Linked DNA regions of Sus scrofa: all the other regions are linked to region 2. The links are chromatin contacts, called in public HiChIP or PLAC-seq maps. All regions are on one chromosome and are shown on one strand. Each heading gives the region's core, a stretch centred on a gene start, on an enhancer-like site or on the middle of the called end of the contact. The rest is flanking DNA. Distances are from core to core; before and after follow the strand shown.

Region 1 (4,355 bases), core at 1,392-3,891, 310 kb before region 2:
AAAATAGAAACACAATGTATTCAAAAAAAATCAAAATTATACAGCCATGTTTATGAAGTCTACATTTCCCTTGTCTTGGATATATATATATATATGTGTGTATATATATATATATATTTATATATATGGAGATATATACAATTCAAGCAGTTTTAGTTAAGGGTAATCATTGGGTTTTTCTCAAACCGGAAAGTCAAGAGTCTCTCTCTTTTTTCACTTTCACATCTCCAGCAAGGATGGTTGCAATTTCCCCTTGCATGAAGGCCCAGGGGACATTGGAGCCCACAAGAGGGCATTTTTCCCCACTGGGACAATAGACCTCTCCACTAGCTCCCTGCTGTTTGATGCTTTGTCTGGAGCAAGGGAAGCAGAACTTGTGCGAAGGAACGGACGGGCACTGCACAAAGTGGGTGTCCTCCAGCCGCTCGTGGCAGAGGGTGCAGCACAGCGGGGCACTGGCTGCCAGAGAGGAGTCCGGGAGGCTGGCGGGGTGCACTGGCTCCAGTCCTCCTGTGCTGCCTGCCCCCTGGCCCCCTACCTCTCTGGGGCCCAGCCTTCTTTGGTTCATAGAGGACGGAGACGGTGGACTGCTGCTGTTCCTCCTCGTGGTGGAGTGCACCTGATTGGCATCTTTAGAGGCATGACTGCCTCCAGCATTGTCTGCAACTAAGATCAGGGCTGCCATGGGGGACTGGCCGTTCTGGGCCGCTTCAGGCGGTGTGGTCCGGTTGGAATGAGGTGAGGCAGTGGGTGGTGGTGGAGACACAAAAGAGGATGTAGGCGTAATGGGGATCTTGAGCCCTTCAGTGGATGTGGACAGCCAGGGCTGTGCCTCTCCATTGATCTTAGGGGGCCCGACTTCACCTTCTGGTTCTGGTGAAGGCTTCCTTTTCCTTGCAGTTCTTGCAACTGGAAAAAGAGAAATAAAAGGGAAAAGAGAAAATAAATAAAGGTGCACCGGAAAGGCCTTTTACTAACATGAAACAAAATTCGCTAAAGCATTTTTATTCTCTGAAAGCTGGTAGATAAAAACTCACGTGAGCTTTCAAGAGCACGTGTAACTTAAAACACTTAACTTACAGGGCTGAGGCAGTATGCCACTCAAAAACACAAAAGCCACAGAAAACGATTCCTACACAACGGCCTATTCTGACACACGCAAGCATGTAGCCCGGCTAAACCGGGCATACGACTGCTAACGTCCCCCAGCAGGTTAAAAGGTGACTGGTGCTCTCCTGCTCTCCTCCAAGAATGTGCTGGGAAAGGAAAACCCGGTGTCAGTGCCTATCAGCCCGGTCTGACTCATCTCTGTTGTGCTACTTCAGCACAGGAACACGTTGCCACTAAGCACTGGTTCCGCCTCGGGCAAATCAGGAAGTTGGGTGTTTGTTGTTTCTGGGCCGGCCGGGGGAGAAATGGTGAATGGGAAGGGCACCCCCTCCTCTGCTCTCCGTCCCCTCTTCGCCCCGAGATCACCTCACTCCACAGCCGCCCCTACCTGCTTTAGACCCGTTGGCCCCGTTGGCCTCGAAACCCAACAACCTGCCTGCAGTCAGGGCCGGCTCCTTCTTAAACTTGCTCTCGAAGGGCCCCGAGTGGCCGTGCTGGTGCAGCGCCAGCAGCGTGTCTCGAACCGTCTTGGGCCTGTTGACCCAGTCCTGATCGCCGGGCCCGCGGCCCTTGCCCGCGCCCTCCGTGCCCAGCTCGGCCGCCCCGGCCGCGGTGGTCAAGCTGTCTGCCGGGCCGCGGTGCGAGGTCGGCGGCGGCTGCTTCTCCTTGGCTGCCGCCTCGCGCTGCTCGTGCTCCGCCGACGCGCTGCTCGTCACGGACGCCGGCCGCTTGTGGGCGCCCAGTTCGGCCGGCTGCGCCGAGCCCAGCCCGGCAGCCGCGGCCCCGGACACGGCGGCCAGTGAGGCGGCGGCGCGACCGCCCAGGCCAAGAGCGGCGGGCAGCGGCGTGGTCGAGCCGTTCATGAGCGGCACCAGGGTGGGAGGCACGGCGTGGCCGCGCCGCGGGTTAGGGCTCTGGCGGTTCAGCTCCGGCGGCTCCTCCAGCTTGGAGAAGCCGTTGGGCACCAGGATGCCGTTCACGGGCGGCGGCTGCGGCGTTGGCGGCTGGGCCAGACCGGCCGCCGGGCGGCTACCGCTGAAATCGGAGCCGAGGCGCGGGGGCCGCTCGGCTGCGGCGGCTGCCAGAGGGTAGCGCTCCAGGGCCTGCGGGGCGCGCGCGGTGGCCTCGGGGCCGCCGTGGCCGAGCTGCTGCTGCTGCTGCAGGAGAAGGTCCTTGGCGGAGAGCGGCGGCGGCTTAGCGGCGGCCGGAGCCGCGGCGCCGGGCGGGGAGCGGCCCTCCGGGAAGCAGCCGTGCGCCCGCTTGAGCTGCCGCGCCGTCTCGATGACGAACTCGACGCGGTCGGCGCCCTCGTAGTTGACGCAGCCGCGGCACACGGGCTCCGTGAAGTCCCAGATCATGGCCCAGGGCATGCGGGGCAGGTCACACAGGTAGCACGACTGCCGCCGGGACGCGGCCGCCACCGCCACCGCCGCGGCCATGTCCGAGGAGCCCGCGGCGCCGGAGGAGGAGGAGGGGGCGCCGCCGCTCCCCGCCGGCACCACGCGCGCCCTCCTCCCCCCCCAACCCCGCGTCTCCCCCACCAGCGGCGGCGGCGGCCGCAAAGGCGGCGGCGGCGGCAAAGCCCGCGAAGGATCGGCGCCCGCGCAGCGCCCCCGGTGCACGAGGGGCGGCGGGCGCGGGGCGAGGGGTTGCAGCCGCGGCAGCACGTCCCCCCGGCCGGCGCGGGCGCGGGTGGGCGGCGGGGCGGCGCGGCGCGGCGGGCGCGGCGGCGGCGGCGGCGGCGGGGGCTCGGCCGGGGCCGCGGCGGGCCTCCAGACCGGGGCGAAGACGGGCCGCGCGGGCGCGGGGGAGCGCAGCAGGTCGCGGCGGCGGCCGGCGCGGAGTGCGGGGCGGGGGGCGGGGAGGCCGGGGGGGCGGGGGGCGGGGGGCGGCCGCCGGGGCAGGCTCAGCCCGAGCGGCGGGGCATGCCGCGCCGGGGCGGCGGCGGCGGCGGCCGTGCGGCGTGGAGCTCGGGCGCGGCACGGGCCCGGGTCGCTCCGCTGCTCTCTCACAGCTCCTGGCGTCGCCGCTCTCCAGCGCCCGCCTCAGCGCCCAGCCCGCCTCAGCTCCGCCGCCGCCGTCGCTGCTGCTGCTGCCGCCGCGGCCGCTCCACTTCTACAGACTTGATTCTTCGACAGCCTCGCAAGGCGCCTGCGCGGGCCCCCTCCCCTCGCGCGCGCGCGCCCGCCCTCCCCCGCTCCCTCCCCCTCCCCCCGCCAGAGAACGAGCGCTGCCGGGAGAGCCGGCTCCGCGGCGCCCGCCCGCGGGTCAGCACCACCCGCCTGCGCCGCGGCTCGTGTCCCCGACGTGAAGCCGTCGCTGGTGTGGCTTGCTTTCCTCCACCCGCTCGGCTCCCTCGACTGCTCAGGCAGTTCCTTCTCGTCTAGGGCTGTTTGAGCCAAACCGTGCTAGAACTCATGTTTTGAAAAGCCAGGCCACTCTGTAACCTGGTTCTGTTAGTAGCATCTTGAGGATGGGGATTTTCAGTCAAGTGCTGTTCACAGTTTTGTAAGGAGCTTTATTTGAACTCCTCGGTGAGTGCTTTTACACCCGCATGTCTTGGGAAGGACACACGCGCCGCCGGTCCCCTAAACTTTTACAACAGGAGGGTGCGCGCCCAAGCCTAGGGCCGCGTCCACCCGCCCTTCTACGGAGCCCTTCCGGGAGCGAGCGGGTACGCTGCCCGAGGAGGTTCCGATCCCCCTCTTCCCCAGTCCGCAGCCCGCCGGGCCACGCGGGGATCCCGGTCGCCTGCTGCAGGCCCGCGCGGCGGGCGCGTGACGTGGGCGCGGGGCCGCGTGCGCCGCCACCGAGTGCGCACGCTCCGCGCGGACGTGACTCGGCGCCGCTGGCACTGGCGGCCCCATTGAACGAATGCACATTCCAGGGATCCGGGGTCAGCGGCCAACGCGGCCGCGTCACCGCGCAGGCTCCGCCCCCGCCGCGACTCTGCTCCAGACCCCGCCTCTCGGAGCCAAACTTGGACTCCAGGTGGCGCGCGGCGCGGGCACGAGCGGCAGCGGGGCTTGGCCCGCGCCCGCCGTGGGGGCGAGCGACCGGCTACCCCGCTGGCTGCTCTGGCGTCCCCGGCGCCGCGGTGGGGCAGTGGCAGCCTTGCGCCCCTGGCAAGGCCCGGGTTGGGCTTAACCCCGGTGGGTGCGAACCCGCCTGGCGCGAAGGCGAGATGTGGCCGCAGAGCCTGGCCGCGCTCTGCCACTGTAGGCCGCCACAGACTCTGCCCAGAC
Region 2 (4,596 bases), core at 413-2,912:
GATGGAGAAGGCAAGGTGCTACTCTAGGGGAGTCTACTTCTGCCCAGGGTTGGGACAGGGAGGAAGGGGCAGAATTAAAGCTGAAAAAGGACAGCAGACAGCTCTCCCCAGCCTCACACAGCCCCTTCCAAATTCTGGTAGCAAACTGAGTCATTTAGTCTTAAAAGTGAGAGGCAGGTAACACATGGGTTTTTCCGTCATAAGGTAACCAAGCAGGGCCTTGTGGGGCTCCTGGGCACACAAGCTTTCTGTCTCCCCCATTTCTTGTTTTTAGGGAATAAGCTTCAGCCTCCATGACCTTCCCTGAGTCCCAAAGTGCAGGTTCAAACAGTGGCGGGTCCGGGAAGGGAGAGGATGCAGAGACCAGGGAGGATCAGTCAAGAGACCACAGTGCAGCCTTGGGGCAGGGTCCTGGTCCTTCCTCAAGAACTATAGATAACTATATCTTTGAGCCCTTCTGCAGAACTCAAACCCCCAACAAATGGAAGATGTTAACTCCCTGATGGAGCCGCCTTCTTTCCACTGGACCACTGGAACCAGTCCTGGGGCCACTAAACACCAGCTTGGAAAAAGAATGCAAGCTTGCCTCTGTCCTGATTCTTATCTGTGGCCCTATTTTCCACTCCCCCAACTATAAAACTACCTCCTAACCTCTCTCAAAGGAAGGCACAGTCTTTAAGGCCTTAGCCTGCTGTGGCTTCCTTTGCCTGGCAAAGCAGTAAAGCTATCTTTTTCTCCTTCACCTAAGACTCTGTCTCCACGTTTTCTATTTGGCACCAGTGGACAGAGGCCGAGTTTTGGCAACAATATGACAGCTGAGCTAAGCACCAGGTGTCCACATACTCAGAATTATCCTTTGGGGGGGTCCTTGCTTAGAGGCGGGGAGGGGTTTCTGGATTCTTTCAGGCCCTTTTCCCACTTCAGCATTAGGACCCACAGGACAACTTTAAGGGGCACAAGAGGTGATGAAGTCTCTTTAGCAGAGAACAGAAGGCAGCATGAGACCTGGGGACGGGCCAAGGATGAGCCAGTGCTGAGTCTAGGGCCTTGGCTTCCTATCTGGCTGTCTTCCAATGAACTGGCTCCCCTGAGAACTCAATTTCTCACCACCTCAAGCAGCTTCCAGAAGTTTCAGAGGTGCCCCTTTTCTTCCTTTTTCTCTTTAATGATCCGGACAGGCTTCCCCGCCTTCCCATGGAAAATCCCTGAGCCCCTAGCCGGCCACTTCCTGTTTTTGTTTTGTTCTCCTCTCCCTCCCCCCACCACGTCCCCTTCGACCTTTTGTCCTTTGTCTCAAACGGGGAAAGAATCCCCGGCTCCAAGCAGTTTGCTGGCGACTGGAGATTTCTATCTCTCTCAGCTCTGCTCACTCCCTGCATGGGTTTAAATAAATCCTCACTCTTAATGGTCCTCTGAGCGGCTTCCTCGCTCCAAAAAAAGGATGCTCCGGAGATGAAGAGGTTTGTTTGGGCAGCTGTTTGCCCAATAATAAATGCAAATTTTTATAGCAATTGTTTTTCAGTTCTGATCCACTTTTATGTGGGGCAAGGAGTCTCCTTTCGCTTTGTTTTGACGACGAGACTGGCTGGGAGGGTGCCCTAGTGACAGGCCATGCTCTTTCCTTCTTTCCGCTGTTTTGTCCCCTTCCTCTGAGCCCTGCATTCCTGGCATATTTGGAGAGAGTAGGAGCTGGCCTGAGGCCACTTTTCTAAGTATCTTCTCAGCACTGCAGTCCTGTTTGCAACAGTCTCTGTGCTTTGTTTATTCTCTGTGTCCGACTGCGGGGCAAGTACCAGATGTGAACAGGCCCAGGAAAGAGGCCTCCCCAACACCAGCCAGTGGCTCCAGATCGGGCTGGCTGGAAACTCCCGGGGCCCCACCATCTCCAGGGGGAAACGTGTGAAACGGTCTAAGGAGGTGTTAACCATGCGCCAGTCTTGGGGGGAATTTCCCCAAACACATCTGACACATACAAAGAAAAAAGGAAGAAAGAGCCAAACAGTAAACCACCACCACCTTTGAGAGTTTGCTCATGGAGCAGGTGTTTGCGATAGTCCTGAAGGCTCTAGGCTGAGACGGCTCCGGGCCTCGGCTTTCCTCTCCCTGGAGATGCTGCAAGAGGCTGTACAAGCGCATGAGAGCTGGGCGCTTCCAGCTGGAACAAGTGATGTAATCAGAGGGTGAAATCCGGTGATACTAGTGGCTCCATCATTGTCTGTGGAGCCCAGCTAAGGCTCCTTTAAATCTTACCTCGAGGCAAGTTCAACCCAATTCATAGCACAGGAAAATTTCAGGTTTATACGAGTCTCCAAATTGTTTTCAATTTCCCATGAGAGAAAGAGATTGATTCATTCTGTTAATAAGCAAAGGTCTTATTTTTCCACCTTCGGTCATATAAACGTCAAAGGGGTGGGGGAAGGGCTTCATGTTCAATCAAAAACATAGTTTCAGCATTTGAAAAAAGTCAAGTGGAGATTAAACAGATGACCCTCCAGGAGAAAAAAAAAAAAAAGTTAACCTTAACTCCCAAACCATAAAACTTTAAATATCTAATGTTTAACTCCCTCAATGAAAGCCTCATGGAAATGGGAAAGAATAGTTCAAAGCCTAGACTGTGTGGGAGGAACAGCCTAGATGATTCCTGCTTTCTTGTACCCTTACTTGAATCAAACCACTGGACTAAGAAAGCAGAAGATGATGAGGGAATGTGTGAGTCAAGCCATAATATAAAATATTCTGAGTACTGATTGCATACTTGTGTTCTTAGCAGCATCATTCACATTACCCAGGGGTCCATCAGTGGATGAATGGATAAAATGACTGTGGTAAGTCCATTCAGTGGAATATTATACAGCCTTTAAAAGGAGGAAAAATTCTGACATAGGCTACGACATGGATGAACCTTGAGGAGATGATGTTACATGAACAAAGCCAGTCTCAAGAGAACAACTACTATATGAGTCCGCTTCTGTGAGGTCCATAGAGGAGTCAGATTCATAGAAACAGAAAGTGGAATGGTGGACACCAGGGGCTGAGGCAGGGAGGGGGAGGAATAAGGAGTTTAATGGGGATAAAGTTTCAGTTGGGGATGATGAAGAAGTTCTGGAGATGGATGGGGATGGTGGTTGCCCCCCAACATGAATTTACTCAGAGCCACTTGACCTGTAAACTTAGAAATGGCTAAGACGGTAAGTTTTGTGTTATGTGCTTTTTGCGACAACTTAAAAATATCTTTCATTAAAAATTGTTTAAATTCAGGGAGTTCCCATTGTGGCTCAGCAGTAACAAACCCAACTAGTATCCCTGAGGACACAGGTTTGATCCCTGGCCTTGCTCAGTGTTAAGGATCTGGCATTGTCATGAGCTATGGTGTAGGTCGCAGATGCAACTTGGATCTGGTGTTGCTGTGGCTGTGGTGTAGGCCAGCAGCTGCAGCTCCAACTCAACCCCTAGCCTGGGAACTTCCGTATGTAGCAGGTATGGCCATAAAAAATTTTTTTTGTTCAAGTTCAGAGTTCTGCATAGTCTTGAGTGACAAAATCTGCCCCCCTTTACATGCACCCATACCAGCTCTTCTCAGAGAAACACACTGATTGTACCTCTAATTTGGAACCCATGCAGAGTCATGAATGCACTCACCCATGTTTCTGCCTCAGAACCAAGCTGGAGCTGCCACATCCACATCCAGGGGCCAGAGAAAGGGCAGCTCTTTGAGTAATGGAAAAACCAAGGGTAGTGGAGGTTCCATAACTAGCTCAAGGTCACACAGATCACAGCCTTTGCCTCTGTTAAAAGCTCCTGGTGAGGAGCAGCAGAAATGAATCCGACTAGGAACCATGAGGTTGCAGGTTCGATCCCTGGCCTTGCTCAGGGGGTTAAGGATCCGGTGTTGCCATGAGCTGTGGTATAGGTTGCAGACGCGGCTCGGATCTCACATTGCTGTGGCTGTGGCATGGTGTAGGCTGGTGGCAACAGCTCCATTAGACCCCTAGCCTGGGAACCTCCATATACCGCAGGTGCGGCCCCATAAAGACAAAAGACAAAAAACAAAAAAAACAGCTCCTGATGAAGAAGTTTCCTTGTGATGCAATGGGTTAAGGATCCAGAGTTGTCACTGCAGCAGCTCAGGTCACTGTTGTGTGTGTGTGGCGGCGGCGGGGGCGGGTGGGGGGAGGGGAGCGGGGGAGCTATCCCTGGCCTGGGAACTTCCATATGCCACAGGTGGGGCCAAAAAAAATTTCCTGGTGGCACTGCTTCCAGACTTATAGCCCCCAAAGTATTGAGAAAACAAGAGACAAAACCACCCTTGGTTTGTGGAGACATAGGAACCTGCCAGGACCATTTTCCAAAATGGGTTCTAAAACCAGTGCCATGTGCACAAAAGCAATCCAGAGGACTTGGCATTCAAAGCATGCTCATGGAGCCCCTCCATGGCTGGGCTCTCTGCTAGAGGCTCAGCATCCTGAATCCTGGTCCCTCCCAGGGCCCTGGGCAGTGGAGGATGCAGGATGCAAGCCTCCCAAGAGCAATCATGAAACAGGGTGGGAAGTGCAGAGATGGGAAAATTGGTGAGTATAGCTGAAACATGAAGGAGAG
Region 3 (4,319 bases), core at 503-3,002, 280 kb before region 2:
TTTTAAGAACTGTGTCAAAAGAGCTGTGAAAGTACTTATATCCCTTGCTCTCGAAATTCTGCTTCTAGATAGCTGTCTTAGGAAAATAATCATAAGTATATTATCAAAAGTGATTTATAAATAAGTATGTTGGCTGAAGCATTATTTATAATATAGAAAAAGTTGGAAACAAAATCCATGTACAAAAATAAGAAAATGGTTAAATAAATCATAGTCCATCTATGTGACGAATGCTGTATACATATTTACAAATCATATTTTCAGAGATAGTTGTTGATAAAGGAAAATGCCCAGCATTGAAAAAGGCAGATTCACAATGAAATAGTCCACATAGTTATAATTTTAAATGTGTAAGTTTGTCTATGTATATGTATAGAAAATGGTTGAAAAGAACTACACCAAAATGTTAACTCATTATCTCTCGTGGCAGGATTATGAGGTTACAAGCGATTGTTTCTGGTTATTTACATTTTCTAGTATTTTAAGATTTTCCTACAGTGAGCCTGTATTACTTTTTAATGTCAGAAATATTAATTTTAAGGTTCTTATATTTATGTATATTCCTTTAAAATGATAGACTCTTTCTCCATAAGTCAGAAACCTGGACACCGAGGAGTTCTTACTATGGTGCAGTGGATTAGGAACCTGAGTGCAGTGGCTTGGGTCACTTCGAAGGCTCGGGTTCTATCCCTGGCCTGCTACATTTGGTTAAAAGAATCCAGCATTGCTGCAGCTTGGATTCAGTCACTGGCCTGGGAACTTCCATATGCCATGGGTGCAGCCATTGAAAAAAGAAGAAAAAGAAACGTGGACACCAAGTTTTGGCTTTAATGTAGTGAGCTGGAGAATTATGATTAAATACTATTTCATTGATGACTCAGTCAATGAACGAATATTTACAGAGCCCGTGTGAGTCACTCGACCAATGCTTATCTACCCCCTTTTATGTGCTGGCCATTGAATGCATGCCCAAAATGAAATCATGCCCATCTTGTCTGGACAATGATGGCAAGAAGATCCTGTTATGGGTACTCGTGAATGTCACATATCACTGAGGAATGAGACATGCCTAAAGGTTGGGCACATTTGCCCAAGCAAACTGCCAAGGAATCTAAGCCTTGCCCAAGTGTGTAAGACCCAGGCTCACCTGCTCGCCCAGCCTCACTGAAGCATGGGGCAAAGTTTTTGCAAGTTCCCATCATGATCTCCTGGATGCCTCATTTTCTGTTGTTTTGTCTCGGAAGGAAGTTCGGTTAGTCCAAGAGGCTTGGTTTGTTATACAGCTGTACAGCTCTGGACTTTCATAGCCTTCTCTTTAAGCGCTGACAACTTGATACTTTGATCAATGGTTGTTATATTTCTCTGTATGTTAGTTGGACAGGCTGATGATTTCCAAAGTCAATCCCTTCTCCTCTCCCTTTCTCTCTCCAGTTTACACATTTCTGTTTTCCAGTTGCTTTATCTACGTCTTCTAAGTATCTCAAAGTAGGAAAAAGCAGGGGCCCTGGAATTCTCCTGCCCAGTCCCTGAACAGTCGTCAGGGCTGGCTGTGCCCTTGCGTCACAGAGGACTGCTGTATGACGCCGGTGGCCTGTGTTCAGGACGTGTTGCCAAGGTCACTATAGTTTGTTAACGGGCAGCTGCCACTGGAAAGCATGCGCCTGACTGGCAACATTTCCCCACTGTTGCAGAGAGCCTCTGAGTGGCAGGGAGGCATCTAAGCAGGTGGTTTCTGCTGCAAAAGCCACCCGCCCTGGATGTGCCTTCTTCCCACTGTGGCCTTTCCCAGGCCTGGCATGTGGCTTTCCCAGACACTCAGAGAGGCCACGTGCCCATTCACATGGCAGCAGCGTGCCTGGTGATCACACTGCACATCCCAGGTCTTTACCTGTAAAGTGGCTGTTTTCCCAACCCTCCCTGCTCTTGGGAAAATGAGAGTCATTGGCAGAGATAAACATTTAAGCCTCGCTGGGAGATTTCCTGGCCCAGTGGGTTAAGAAGTGACTTTGGGATGGGGTGAAGGGGGAAGGAGTTCCCGTTGTGGCTCAGCTAGTTATGAAGCTGACTAGTACCCATAAGGATGCAGATTCGATCCCTGGCCTCACTCAGTGGGCTAAGGATGCCACATTGCTGTAGCCGAGGTGTAGGCTGGCAGCTGCAGCTCAGATTTGACCCCTAGCCTGGGCACTTCTATATGCTGCAGGTGCAGCCCTAAAAAGCAAAAATAAATAAATAAATAAAATGCCATCTCTATTTTTTGTGAGCTTCATGTTTTTAAAAACATGTGCTTAAACTTCTCAAGCCTCAGTTTCCTCACGGGAGGCAGGGGGCATGTTGCCCTCTGACCCCCTGCCTGGCTCATAGGAATCGCTCATTAAAGGGCAGCGCTGACAGATATTACACGTTCCATACATGACGAGGTTCCCACGTAAGGAGTGTGGGTGCGCGCAGGAGTCTGCCGTGTGCGAAAGGAGGGTGCAGTTGATGAGACTGACTTCCAGAGTTGCCGCAGTTCAACTTGTTTTTCCTTATGAAAATGCGAATGTGCCAACATCTCTTCTATATCACATGGGGAGGAGACTTAGCTTTTTCTTTCAGTTTTTCATCAGTTGAAAGAAAAGCTCTGGTGGCAGTGAGCCGTTGTGGAGGTCTGTCTGTGAGCTGGGCTGAAAGTACAAACCAGCGAGACAGTGAAATTTTGTGTGTTCCTTAAGTAAGCCCTCCTCCCGCTGCACTAGTAAGGTGATGTTCATTCCAACCTAGCCCCTCCATTCGTGTTTTGCTTTGTTTCTTCTCTTTCCAAGTAAAAGTATCTTTAACAATGGTTCAACTGTTCAGAAATAGAACAACTATGAGACGACTTTTAAAGGATATGAACTAATACTAATCACACAATATGTAATAATCACACATCTATATATGGCACCTATTAGCATGGCCACCGTGAAATCCCATCTCTCTTTGAGAAAGTAACCGTTCTAGAGAGTGGGGTTCTGGGCCATTGAGAGCTTGACGTTCAAAGCAAAAGAATGAGGAGTGAAGGAAGAAAAGGAAGGGAAAAGAAAGGAAAGGAAAGACATTTTGAGCAGAAAACTTTCTAACGTGTAATTCAGGAGTTCCCGTCGTGGCGCAGTGGAAACGAACGCGACTAGGAACCATGAGGTTGCAGGTTCCATCCCTAGCCTCGCTTGGTGGGTTAAGGATCTGGTGTTGCCCTGAGCTGTGGTGTAGGTCGCAGATCCCGCATTGCTGTAACTGTGGTGTAAGCTCGTCGCAACAGCTCCCATTAGACCCCTAGCCTGGGAACCTCCATATGATGCAGGTGCTGCCCCCCAAAAAGGCAATTCAACCTCTCCAGCTTTCTGAAAGAGTCTGGAGGCTTTATTTAACATCTTTTTTTCTTTTCTTGGTCCTGACATTGTCATAATGAGAACCCGTTCTGATATTATTGTATAATAAAGTCGTGTGCTTAGGCAGTGGAGGTAGATGGGTATATATGCAGACATACTAGGAGGCCCTACGTTACTGGGCCTTCTAGAATTCTTCTGTCTGCTTTTTACACTTTTCTATTTCCTCCCTTCTTTAGGGTGTCAGCAGTTACTTCTTGCTAATATGCCTGTCTATAGGAAACCCTCTCCCTACTTCTCATTTTCTATTTCTAAAGTACTCTGGGCATGAACTTGAGAAAATCACAATGATTAGGGCTGTGTGTACAATAAACATGACTACTTTTTGAGTCTGGGCCTAAGGGCCATTTCTCCTACGAGAAAAGTATATGTGTAAGAAAATTATTTCTCAAGTTTTGTTTTAATTTTTAGAATGTCTTGTTTCTAAACTGTTTTCTGGATAAGTGAGGTGATGCAAAAACTCAGTTCTGTGTAAATAGAAAACATAGAAAGTGTTAGCAACCTACCCACTAACCAGTTGTACCAGGTTGGTTATCAGTTAACCAAATGCTTATATTCAGATAATATATGTCTTCAGTGCCCTGAAGTTCTGAAAATTTTAATAGCTCTGTGGATTGAACTGACATGAGAGAAAAATATTTCAAGTCTCCTTCAGTCATTTTTATGCTCATAAAAGTATTCTCAATATATCCAAGGCAATTTTTGATCACAGAGAAATAATATCCTCAGAAATCTCAGGTGCCATCTCCCTACTGGAGACACTTTCTTCCTTTCCCGATTGGTTTACAAGATGCATTTCCATGGCTGGCCATTTCTGTTTAGGATTCTGTTGGTCAAAAACATAATCTAGACAGTGGCCATGGCTTCAGGCTTTCCTGGCAGAAAGTGTAGTGAGTACTCAAAGTCAGGGGT

The links. HiChIP or PLAC-seq counts read pairs in DNA pulled down with a chosen protein or histone mark.
Region 1: a contact with region 2 is called in an H3K27ac HiChIP or PLAC-seq map of alveolar macrophages. The contact joins the promoter of IRF2BP2 here to the enhancer-like site in region 2. A contact is called at or near these places in 4 of 5 promoter capture datasets (fetal liver, fetal skeletal muscle, liver and 1 more), 22 of 47 Hi-C or Micro-C datasets (alveolar macrophages, blood, brain and 12 more) and 2 of 2 datasets of contacts at active chromatin or transcription factors (alveolar macrophages and skeletal muscle).
Region 3: an H3K27ac HiChIP or PLAC-seq map of skeletal muscle shows a contact between it and region 2. The contact joins two enhancer-like sites. A contact is called at or near these places in 2 of 2 datasets of contacts at active chromatin or transcription factors (alveolar macrophages and skeletal muscle).

What each region holds. Positions count from the first base shown.
Region 1 is chr14:56,544,078-56,548,432 of Sscrofa11.1, reverse strand. It overlaps IRF2BP2 (interferon regulatory factor 2-binding protein 2), which reads right to left and starts at 2,641. Exons shown (of 2, transcript XM_021074288.1): 1 at 1,547-2,641; 2 at 1-909. The coding sequence starts at 2,549. The coding sequence ends at 194. LOC110256820 reads left to right here and starts at 2,548. Exons shown (of 2, transcript XM_021073692.1): 1 at 2,548-2,953; 2 at 3,015-3,421. The coding sequence starts at 2,548. The coding sequence ends at 3,421.
Region 2 is chr14:56,232,032-56,236,627 of Sscrofa11.1, reverse strand. No RefSeq gene overlaps it. Among named protein-coding and RNA genes, the nearest start is that of TOMM20, 120 kb to the right of the region's middle. Within about 2 kb of position 1,662, at least 56 of the 83 cell types and tissues checked have an H3K27ac peak or open chromatin away from gene starts, as enhancers often do. A contact at or near this core is called in alveolar macrophages, epiblast stem cells, fetal liver and 7 more, where this site is marked.
Region 3 is chr14:56,514,299-56,518,617 of Sscrofa11.1, reverse strand. The region is part of intron 1 of LOC102158473 (a long non-coding RNA gene); the gene reads left to right. LOC110256878 (a long non-coding RNA gene) reads right to left here. Exons shown (of 3, transcript XR_002338951.1): 3 at 2,232-2,666. Among named protein-coding and RNA genes, the nearest start is that of IRF2BP2, 29 kb to the left of the region's middle. Within about 2 kb of position 1,752, at least 10 of the 83 cell types and tissues checked have an H3K27ac peak or open chromatin away from gene starts, as enhancers often do. A contact at or near this core is called in skeletal muscle, where this site is marked.